Regions from separate parts of the Podarcis muralis genome. Here region 2 is linked to region 1. Evidence: chromatin contacts called from public Hi-C data. All regions are on one chromosome and are shown on one strand. Each heading gives the region's core, a stretch centred on a gene start, on an enhancer-like site or on the middle of the called end of the contact. The rest is flanking DNA. Distances are from core to core; before and after follow the strand shown. Region 1 holds the start of TOMM20 (translocase of outer mitochondrial membrane 20). Region 2 holds the start of TARBP1 (tRNA guanosine 2 -O-methyltransferase TARBP1).

What was found. Hi-C and Micro-C count contacts between places; a contact is called where the count stands out from the background.
Region 2: a contact with region 1 is called in a Hi-C map of tail, with 3 times the contacts expected there. The contact joins the promoter of TARBP1 here to the promoter of TOMM20 in region 1. A contact is called at or near these places in 2 of 3 Hi-C or Micro-C datasets (blood and tail).

What each region holds. Positions count from the first base shown.
Region 1 is chr3:46,048,146-46,053,301 of rPodMur119.hap1.1, forward strand. It overlaps TOMM20 (translocase of outer mitochondrial membrane 20), which reads left to right and starts at 2,513. Exons shown (of 6, transcript XR_013392192.1): 1 at 2,513-2,746; 2 at 4,613-4,659. It overlaps LOC114590270 (small nucleolar RNA SNORA14), which reads left to right and starts at 3,682; the gene lies at 3,682-3,822.
Region 2 is chr3:46,359,549-46,364,704 of rPodMur119.hap1.1, forward strand. It overlaps TARBP1 (tRNA guanosine 2 -O-methyltransferase TARBP1), which reads left to right and starts at 2,395. Exons shown (of 30, transcript XM_028724045.2): 1 at 2,395-3,997. The coding sequence starts at 2,875.

The DNA.
Region 1 (5,156 bases), core at 1,263-3,762:
CTCCAGTAAAGTTTACTTAAAGAAGATTTGCTAACCACAAGCATTTGATCATTTACAAACCTGTTTTTACTAGTGATTGTCCTTCCTACTGTTACATTATATTTGTTTCCAAACCTTCAGCAGTATACTGTTGCACACCACCCCAATCTCCGAGCAGTGTAAGATTTCAGGGGTTCGTGTTTCCATTGGAAAGATTTACAGTGGAGACTAAGGTGTATTCATGATATATGGTCTGTTTACACATATATACCACGAGCCTACAATGGAGGGGTTCACAGCATTAACACTCCAAGAGAGTCTTCCAGCTTCTAGCTCAAGGTAATCCGCTGTCCTCAAGGCCTTTTTGGGTGGCCTTTGGCAACATTTGATGCCTCCCACCCCTGCAGGAGGAAGGTAAAGGTAAAGGGACCCCTGACCATTAGGTCCAGTCATGACCGACTCTGGGGTTGCGGCGCTCATCTCGCTTTATTGGCCAAGGGAGCCGGCGTTTGTCCGCAGACAGCTTCCGGGTCATGTGGCCAGCATGACTAAGCCGCTTCTGGCAAACCAGAGCAGCGCACAGAAACGCCGTTTACCTTCCCGCTGTAGCGATACTTATTTATCTACTTGCACTTTGTGCTTTTGAACTGCTGGGTTGACGGGAGCTCACCCCATCGCAGGGATTCGAATTGCCGACCTTCTGATCGGCAAGTCCTAGGCTCTGTGGTTTAACCCACAGCGCCACCTGGGTCCCTGCAGGAGGAAGAAGACCCACCTATTTGTCCTCTGGTGCTGAGCCACTTATTTAGAGGGCCATTATCAAACCAGGAAGCTAGCCTGGCTATTCCAGGAATTTAAATCCTTCCTTAGATTTTAGCCCTTGCTGGATCCAAGAATTATAAGGGTCTCTGCATCTAGCCTACTTCCACCCCCCCAAAACTCAACAATACTTTTAAGCTGAAAATCACCACATTATCAAATTGCATCTCCATGTCCAAGTTTAAATGTTCCTGCTTCTGGAGATTTTTTTTAAAAAAAGATTTCCCGTATTTGAACCAATTGATGAAAATACTTTTAAAGAGAATGCATATTACTTCATTCCTGTATTTCAAACTTGCAACTGTTCCTGTTGTATTGTTGTTGTTATAAGAATTTTAAGGTCATATATATATGACCTTAAAACTATTTTTTTATTATTTATTTATTTATTTATTTATAAATAACTAACTATATATATAAACCACATCTGAAACCCGCACAAAAAAGGTCCTGAACAAATTGACCTCATATTTCTCTGCAAGGTCAAAGTGGAAAACCTCCCCATTGTCTCTTTCCTCACAAATCCTGTCTTAAGGGCACATTCAAGATAAGAACAGGGTGTGAGCCTGTGTGAATCTATTATAACTAGATTCTGGAATTAAGTAGTTATAATAACAAAAGAGTGACCAAAACCCAGATAATGAAATCAGGTAACTTGCCAGACAGGAGAAACAATGCACTCAGGTTTCTGATGTATCTGGGGGTGATCTTGGACTCCAGGGTGGCAAATTAAAAACATCTATATAAGGGCTTGCGTGTATGGCTTGGGGTCCTCCTCTCTCCTGTGTGTGGGGGAGCACCCTGTTGCAACAGTTAATAAAGATCAGGCTTACTAGCTGCTTTGCTTCTCAATATTCTCTGGTTGCGTTGGTATTTTCTCCTACCGATAGAGAACCTACAAAAGGACTTTATATGGGCTCTTGGGTACCCCACAAGGGAAAAGGATCAGTTTTTATTTATTTATATCATTATCTTTGCAGCGGGTATCCCAAAAAAGTCCATGTAGCATCTAGTCAGGAGAAACTTGGCCATGCTAATCATGGATTTTTGTGGGTTGTGTAACAGAACAGACTTCTTTGATAGACTTGGTTTATGAACCCAAACTGACACCCAGGTTGCCACCTGAGCTGGCTGATACATGTAAACAATTTATTTGTGATTTTGGTCAGTTCAGTGACAGGTTATAGGGGAAATGAGTGTTGATTAACAAAATTTAAGAGGCATTTGTCGAATATAAGTAAACTTTGATTAAGCCATCTGTTTCTTTGAAGACGACCTGCTTGCCTTCTTTGAAGACGATCTAGCACAGGAAACTACTGGGGAATTCTCTGTACCAACCATCAAACATATTGCATGGAAACTGCAGCAGTGCTGATCCCACAAGATTTGCTAGTACTGTATCCTAGCAGTTTTATGCCTGCAACGTAAGAGCCTCTGCGGCGGGTTAAACGCAGCGAGCTCGCGACACCCTTACGCAGAGGTTAGCCTGGGACACGCTTAGAGTAAACGGACTCCCGGTGACACTAAAACAGACGTGACTCCTTCCACATAGTTTAAGGGGGCGGGGGGAGGAAGAGTCCCGCGCGAACCCACCACGCATGCGCCGCCCTCCCGCAGAAAGCGATGGGCGCGTGCGCAGTGCCGCTGGGAAACGGCTCGCTTTCCTGCCCATGCGCTCGGCTCGCGGTCGCTGGCTGATGACGCAATCCGCCCGCCGAAGGTAGCGTGTGTGTAAGTGAGCGAGAGGAGCCGCGGTGGGCGGGGTCTTCCTCTTCTGCTGGCTCCAAGGTGGCTGTGAAGTACGAGGCGGGCTGGGCAGGCAGGATGATGGGGGGAAAGAGCAGCGCCATCGCCGCGGGCCTCTGCGGGGCTCTCTTCATCGGCTACTGCATCTACTTCGACCGCAAGAGGAGGAGCGACCCCAACTTCAAGAACCGGCTGCGGGAACGTGAGTCGCTCTCGGCCGCCCGCCTCCTCGTGCAGCCGCTTCCCCACCCCGCGCGGAGCCGGCCCTGGGTCGCCCCTCCGACCGGCCCCCCTCTCCGCCCCCCGCTCCATTGGCGGCCGGGCCTGGGAGGGTGGCCCTCCGGGGAAGCCCCGCTGCTTCCGAGGCTGCGGTTCCTTCGCCATGAGCGGGCGCGGGGATTTTGCGGTGGCCCCGAGGACAAAGCAAAACCAGGCCTCCCAACTTAGGCATGCCTCTGGCGTGGGCGACCTTCTTCCCCTTGCTCCCTTGCATCGCCATGCTCGCCTTCATTTCAAAGGTCACAAGCTGCAGGTGTTTGGATGAGGATCGCTTCACACGCTGTTAGGACCCATCTAGTGTGTGTCTTTTACTGGATGCACGCAGAAACCGTGTGTGTGTGTGTGTGTGTGTGTGCAGCAAACACATGCTCACTGCTGCATGAATCCTCCTGGAATTTGGGATTGGCATTCTGCGGTGGAAATGCATGGTGATGTATATCGAGTTTCCTGCCACGTGTTTTGAGAAGGGTCCCTGGGAGTGCAGAAGCTTGTTACATTTTTGATACTTTGTTTTGCACAGGTTTCAAAAAACTTAACTATCTTAATCAAGCTGTTGAGATTTTTCCTCCTGCATGGAGCCCACCTAGGTTATTTTGTCCCATGTTCATCCCTCTCACACTGTGATTGGGTTTGTCACCTTTCAGGTGTTGCAAAGTGAACATATGCAGCCTTTTCTACTCATGTAGACTTCCCGTGTGATTTAGAATCCTAGAGAGTTCAAAGTCCCCTATTACACAAGTACCCCCTGAAAGGTGATGAAGCCTCCAACGAGCCCAGATGGAGGAAGTGGACTTACAGGGAGTGGGGGAACGAATTTTGTAAAGTTAACTTGACTTCTTAGGTACTTACTATACTGTTACGCATTCTCAAACCCTCCTGGTACTGTTGCTGTTATAACTTCCAGGATAAGGATGGATGCAAGAGAAAAATGTAGAGTTATCCAAAATGCAGAACGTTCTCTCGTACTTCTGCATTATTTCACCTCTTCAATAAAAAACTCACATTTTTTAACATGATCATTCTTCCTTAAAACACACGCTCACAGAAACTGTTTTAAGTGTCAAATTGTGAAACATGTTCTCAGAATTGAGGTGGTAGCTTTTCTGTGCTGAAATTTTTCAGGGATTTATACAAACAATATAAATATTTTGTGCTTTGTCTTCACTTCTTGATAACATTTTCTTCCAGTACGGTTTGCAGTAGAGCATGATAATGCAATAGGAAGCAGTTAACTAGTCTCTGGGTGATGGGGCAGTCAAGTGATGTTGGGACATGTGGTATGTTAACTGTTTCTCTGTAGCTGTTCAGTATTCCTGCCATTCATGTGACAAATTGAGGCAGAATAGCTCCCCCACCCCAGAAGTGTCCTTCAAGGCAACATTGTATTTAATTATGCCACTAGGACGGTAGGGCTTCTCACAGTTATTAAAATGTTACCTCCACTCTTGGTCGCAGTGGTCCTCCTACTGTATAGAGCCTGCAGTGAGCTCAGGGGGAAATAGTTTTATCCTAGGAAGTGTGTTTCCAGGAAGTATAAGATGTAATTTTGCATAAGTTCTTATAAATAATTCTCTATATACAGGCCTTTGTAGATGGTTGCTTATCCAAATATGGACCCCTAGCTATATTATGTTTTATTTTTATATATTTCGAAATGTCCAAGTGTTGTTCTTCCCCCCACGTCAGTTTGGAGTGCAAATAGTATTGTGATTCAAAGATCAATATATCCTTTTTTCAGTAGATTACCAAAATATAGAAACTGAAAATGCGTGGTGTGTTTAATTCATAGGACGGAAGAAGCAGAAACTCGCCAAAGAAAGAGCAGGACTTTCAAAGGTATTGATACCTTGTTGTCTTGAGTTCAGTTTTAGTTGTGGTACATTATACATGGTGTACAGAATTCATTTCAAACTGGATTTTGGCTTAAAATTATCATACAGGCAGTGACCATTTTGCCCAGGGGTTCTGTTCCTGACCCCCACACGCATCAACAAAGCACACATAAGCCTGCCCCATTCCACGCCATTTTGGGGCCACTGCTGGGTTGGCAGCAATTGTGCGTGATTGTGTGATAATTGGACATGTAAAATGGTTGCTGTCTGTACTAACAGTTTTTTTTTATCTATGTTAGTCAACTTGAATCCAGATAATTTCCTGCACCACTCACCGAAAATGTATTTCATGTTTTCTAGCAGTCGCCCTTGCTCCCCAAATCATAGGCAATTCAGGAGAATTACTGACCCTCAGAAGACTGCTTTTTTGAGGGGGGAGTGTTGAGGGGCTGGGGACAGCACTTTCCATAGCCCCCCTTCCATGGATATATGTCTAAATTA
Region 2 (5,156 bases), core at 1,145-3,644, 310 kb after region 1:
TTTGTTTTTGTTCTGTGGTCACTTTAATGGCAATGACTTCTTTCTCTCTCTCTCTCTCTCTCTCTCTCTCTCTCTCTCTCTCTCTATCTCTCTCTCATCCATGGCTTACATTTTTGTTTGCTGCTACTGCTGCCTTAGCTGTCCAAGCTCTCCTCCTGGTGGCTAGCACTTAGGTGTGCCCTGCATTAAAGTACAAAGATCAGGGCTGCCACCCCTTGCTCCTGCCCCCAGATGGCCCTGATGGTTAGGCCCTAGTTATACTGTGTTTTGCTTTATTGAGTCAAGATGTGAAGAGTCAAGATGTGAAGTAGCATGTCTATTTGATACCTTTCTAAAAATAGGCAACTTTAAAAAAAATGATGGGAGTTGCATGAGCTTGTGAAATGCAGAAAATGCATTATACAGAGCATTTCTAAAAAGAAATGGGACTTGATGGTTTGTATAGAAAAGCTACAGTCCGCAGGTCGTTCATAAGCAGATGTCTGAAAAGTATGTTTTTATCTTTGTAACTTCCATAAAAGGCATTTCAGTATTAGCTATTTTCCACACAGTACAGTGGTACCTCGGGTTAAGTACTTAATTAGTTCCGGAGGTCCGTTCTTAATCTGAAACTGTTCTTAACCTGAAGCACTACTTTAGCTAATGGGGCCTCTTGCTGCCGTGCCACTACACAATTTCTGTTCCCATCCTGAAGCAAAGTTATTAACTCAAGGTAATATTCCTGAGTTAGCAGAGTCTGTAACCTGAGGTACCACTTTACAAAGAAGCATGTGGTATAATATCAAGGCTTGTGCTGTCTCGGTTCAATGAGCCAATGAGAACATGTGGGATCTAAAGCACCTTTGGAAGAGTAAGTTCCCAAGGGTAGAATTCCACTCCCAGTTGTTCCATTGCAGCTTCCCGCCACTCTTCTGCCCCCTTCACACTGTTCTGGGGGCTCTCCTGACCAACACCAGAGACAATTCTATTGTCTAAAGAGAGACGAGGGGATAAAGCCCTCTTGCACAAGTGGAAGTCCAAGCATTCAGGTTCTGCTGAATGTTCATGAATGTTCATGTTCTGCTGACACGGCTAGTTAGGTGAATCCTGCTCCAAATGTGTAATAAAACACCCCTCAAACACTAAATCAATGTTGAATAGCCTTTGTCTAAATTTTGTCTCCATTTTGCTACACGTTCATGGCACAAAATTCTTGGTCCTGGACCAGTTTTATGAGGCTCTTTAAAAAGGTTGATACAGATCAAAATTATCTCTTTTTTATTTTAAGGATTATAAATTTCTGAAAGGCTATTAAACTTTTATTTCCATTCACCTGTTCTTTTACGGGGTGTGTGTGTGTGTACATGTGCGCAAAATAGTAGGAAGTCTTGACGATAGCACCATCTGGTGTTCTGAGAGAAACACAGCAAGCTGTTTCTAATGCAGTCATGGGCTTGTAACGAATTCCAAAGAACAGACTTCAAAGATAAAAAGAATAACAGAGAACAAAATGGGACAGATGCCATGCTCTTGAATTTCTCGTTGAGAGGCTACTGATTGCTATGAGAGTCACATGCTCATTTAAAAGCTTGTTATGGTAAAATGCCTTCTCCATGTTGAAGGATAAGAATGACTAATCTAACAAGGTCATATAAACAAATCCTATGTGTATGTGTTTTCACGGGAAAATATATTTGTGTTGGCCCCTAAATGCCATTTGGTATCATGTTCCTTTTGTGCTATGTTAATTCAATTTTAATCACTCTACTTCATATAAATACGGTTATCTCTGGGGCAATTTATTTTAGTCACTATGTCAGTTTGCCATATCAGCATTTATAGTAATGTTGCTATCATGTGAGACACAGAGAAAGTGAAATCATATCTTTTACTGTAAATTACTATGTTACAAAAATCTGAGTGAACACCTTCTTTATGCACAGAACAAAACAAAAATAAAATACATATTCTGTATCAAGGCCAACATACCCAGTTGTTTGCCTTTCAGTGAAGCAAGTGAAAACAATTACCTTGCTCCAGCATGAATAATCCAGCACAGCCTTTCACTAGTTGCACATACAAACACATGTTTGGGTGCAAATGAACTAGTATGATCCAGTTCATGAGTTGCTCTGCTCCTCTAAGGGTGGGAAGAACCTCACAAGGATGCTGTGGACAATTCTTATAGGAATTAGGTTCTTCCCACTAATATCCCCTTACACCCACTTGTGTCAGCATTTTGATTTAGCCAGAACACCGAGTGCAAACCTACTCTCAAAATTACAGCACAGAATCAGAGAATTGTAGTGATGGAAGGGACCCAAGGATCATCTAATCCAACTCCAGGAAGCACACAAACACGAAGAGGGCAAAAGCCACCTCCTGCTGCTGCTGTCATTCCCCAGCAACAGGTCTTGTTTCAGCATTATAGCATCAATTTAGAGAATGGTTCTGGCAGGTGCAGCCTACTGATCAATTCAAAGCTGTCACTGGCTGGCAACCACAGGACTTACAATCACAACTTTGGAAAACGTTTTTCTATAAGACTCTGTAGTCTGGGGAAGACTGGGGTACAGAGGAGAGGTATTTGTTATGTGTGTGTTATTTTTGAAAATCAATGAAAACAACTTTTTTTTAACTGTCACTGGCTGCAGTGCACAAACCCTATACTTTGGTGCAGCTCTTTGGCATGTGCAATCACCAAATAAGAGTTTTGAAGACTGGCCTGCGAAACCCACATGACACATACGCCGCCTTCCCAGGCAAGCTGTCCTTTAGTTTACACTCCGCAGCCTTAACGTTCAAATTTTTGACCCAGTCCTGGTCGCAAGCGGTTCCAAGGACATTAGAAACCCATTCATTACCCGGCACGGTGACGGGGTGGCGAGACGACAAATGCGGGCAGGGGAAACTTGTGTGGTTTCACCTGCTGAATTTCTGCCTGTCATGGGTACCGAAAAGGCAACCCGTGCGAAAGGCGCAGCAGCGACTGCTAGGCAGGCCTCTCATCAAGCTAGCCCTCGCTTTCCCCGCAGCCACCTTAAACGCAAGGGCTGCTGGGAGAAGAAAGAGCGACGAAAGGCGTCGGACAGGCCTGCTAGGCCGCGCGCGCTCCCCGCCATGGACGCGGTCTTAGCCGACACGCTGCTCTCGCAATGCCCGGACTGGGGCGCGCTGCTGCGGGCCGTGTGCGGCGGTGGCGCCGAAGGCGGGCCGCTCTCCGTCGAGCAAGCGGAGACGCTGCGCTTCCTTCTCGAGCGGGTGGCGGCGGGCGGGCGGAACGACGAGCGGGACGCGGCGGCTCGGCGCGTGGCCTGGGAGGCGGCGCTGGGCCGCTGCCTGCCGGTGCTGCTCGGCGGCGCCTCCTTGCCGGGGGAGTCCCCGGAGGAGCGGCTACGCCTGGCCAGAGCCGCGTGCGGGGCGCTGCGCTGCTGCGCCTCGCTTGGCGGAGCCCCTTTGGCGGAGCGGCTGGCGCGGGAGTCGCTGGAGGCCCTGGAAGGCAGCGCGGGGAGCGGGCGGTTGCAGGTGGAAGCGGCCGTCGAGGTCCTGGCCGCCGTGGCCCCTTGGCTGGAGGAGCCGGCGCTGCTCGGGCGAGCCGTGGCGGCAGCCCTGAAGCTGCTGAGGGGAGATGGAGAGGACGACGAGGAGGAGAAAGCCTTGCTGGCGGCCGGGAGGCTGCTGCCGGCGCTGGGGCGGAATAGCGCCGCATTGGGGCTCGTGTGGGAAGGGCTGGTGGTGCTGCCACCGCCGCTCAAGGGTGCCCCGCAGCGGGTGAGCCGGACCCTGCTGGTCTTGAGCGCCCTCTCGGACGCGCTGTTTCCTGCGAGCGCGCAGGTGGAGGCGGCTGCTCAGCTACTCGACGCCAGGCAGTGCAGCAGTTTCTGGGAAGTGGTGCAAAAGGGGCTGACGGAGAGCGATGCCCTGTGCAGGAAAAGAGCCCGGTATTTGCTGAAGCGAGCAGTGGATGTCTCTGATAAACTACACCTGGAGTGCAGGTGCAACCGGCACAGTGGAAATGGTACAGCCCTGGTGATGTAGCATCCTTGCTTAACTTGCTTCCACAAATGCCATGCCACACACACACACACCAATCTCTTTTCTCTTGGCCACTTCAGCGTGTGGTAGGTTATGGAGGAAAGCCTTGCCTTGGTTGGCTGTGTGACCCGTGGCAGGCTGGACATGTGTATTATTCGCCACGTATAATGTCCGACCTGCGGCTTGGCTCCACAGAGCTTTCTAAATATGGGTTAGCACTGACTTTGAATTTTTCATATGGTAGAGGATAGCCGTTACCAGCAAGTCATAGGCTGCAAGTGAATGACAGGCCTTTTCTCCATGATCCTCACACTCTGAAATGAATTACATTGCCAGTTATCTTGTCTGCATCTGTACATGATTACAATCAGTGCATAACATTTGTGTGCTTTAGCTGGGATGTAATAAAAGAACATTGGGACGCGGGTGGCGCTGTGGGTAAAAGCCTTAGCGCCTAGGGCTTGCCGATCGAAAGGTCGGCGGTTCAAATCCCCGTGGCGGGGTGCGCTCCCGTTGTTCGGTCCCAGCACCTGCCAACCTAGCAGTTCGAAAGCACTCCCGGGTGCAAGTAGATAAATAGGGACCGCTTACTAGCGGGAAGGTAAACGGCGTTTCCGTGTGCGGCTCTGGCTCGCCAGAGCAGCGATGTCACGCTGGCCACGTGACCCGGAAGTGTCTCCGGACAGCGCTGGCCCCCGGCCTCTTGAGTGAGATGAGCGCACAACCCTAGAGTCTGTCAAGACTGGCCCGTACGGGCAGGGGTACCTTTACCTTTACCTTTAATAAAAGAACAGGTCTCCTTCAAGCGTTTGTCAAAGAGAGAACTTGGGCACACGTACACACGTCTTGCCACAATGCTGTATCTTGTAAAAATGTCCCTTGTATCCACTGCTAAGGCACAAGAAGTGTCATCTTCACTTGTGCTTTAGTTTTAAGTAGCCCCAGATTGTTGTGTCATACTTAAAAGGTGCAGCCCCCAAACCTCTTAAATGGCACATTGGTGAGATGCTCTGAGTAGCGTTAAATTTAAGAGACTGGTAGAAAGTGAGCAAGTCTCTTTGGTTCTGCTTTAGCGAAAACGGGAGTTTGTCTATCATAGCAAATGTGGATAGCAAAACCACAGTGGTGTGCCTCTAAAGGTG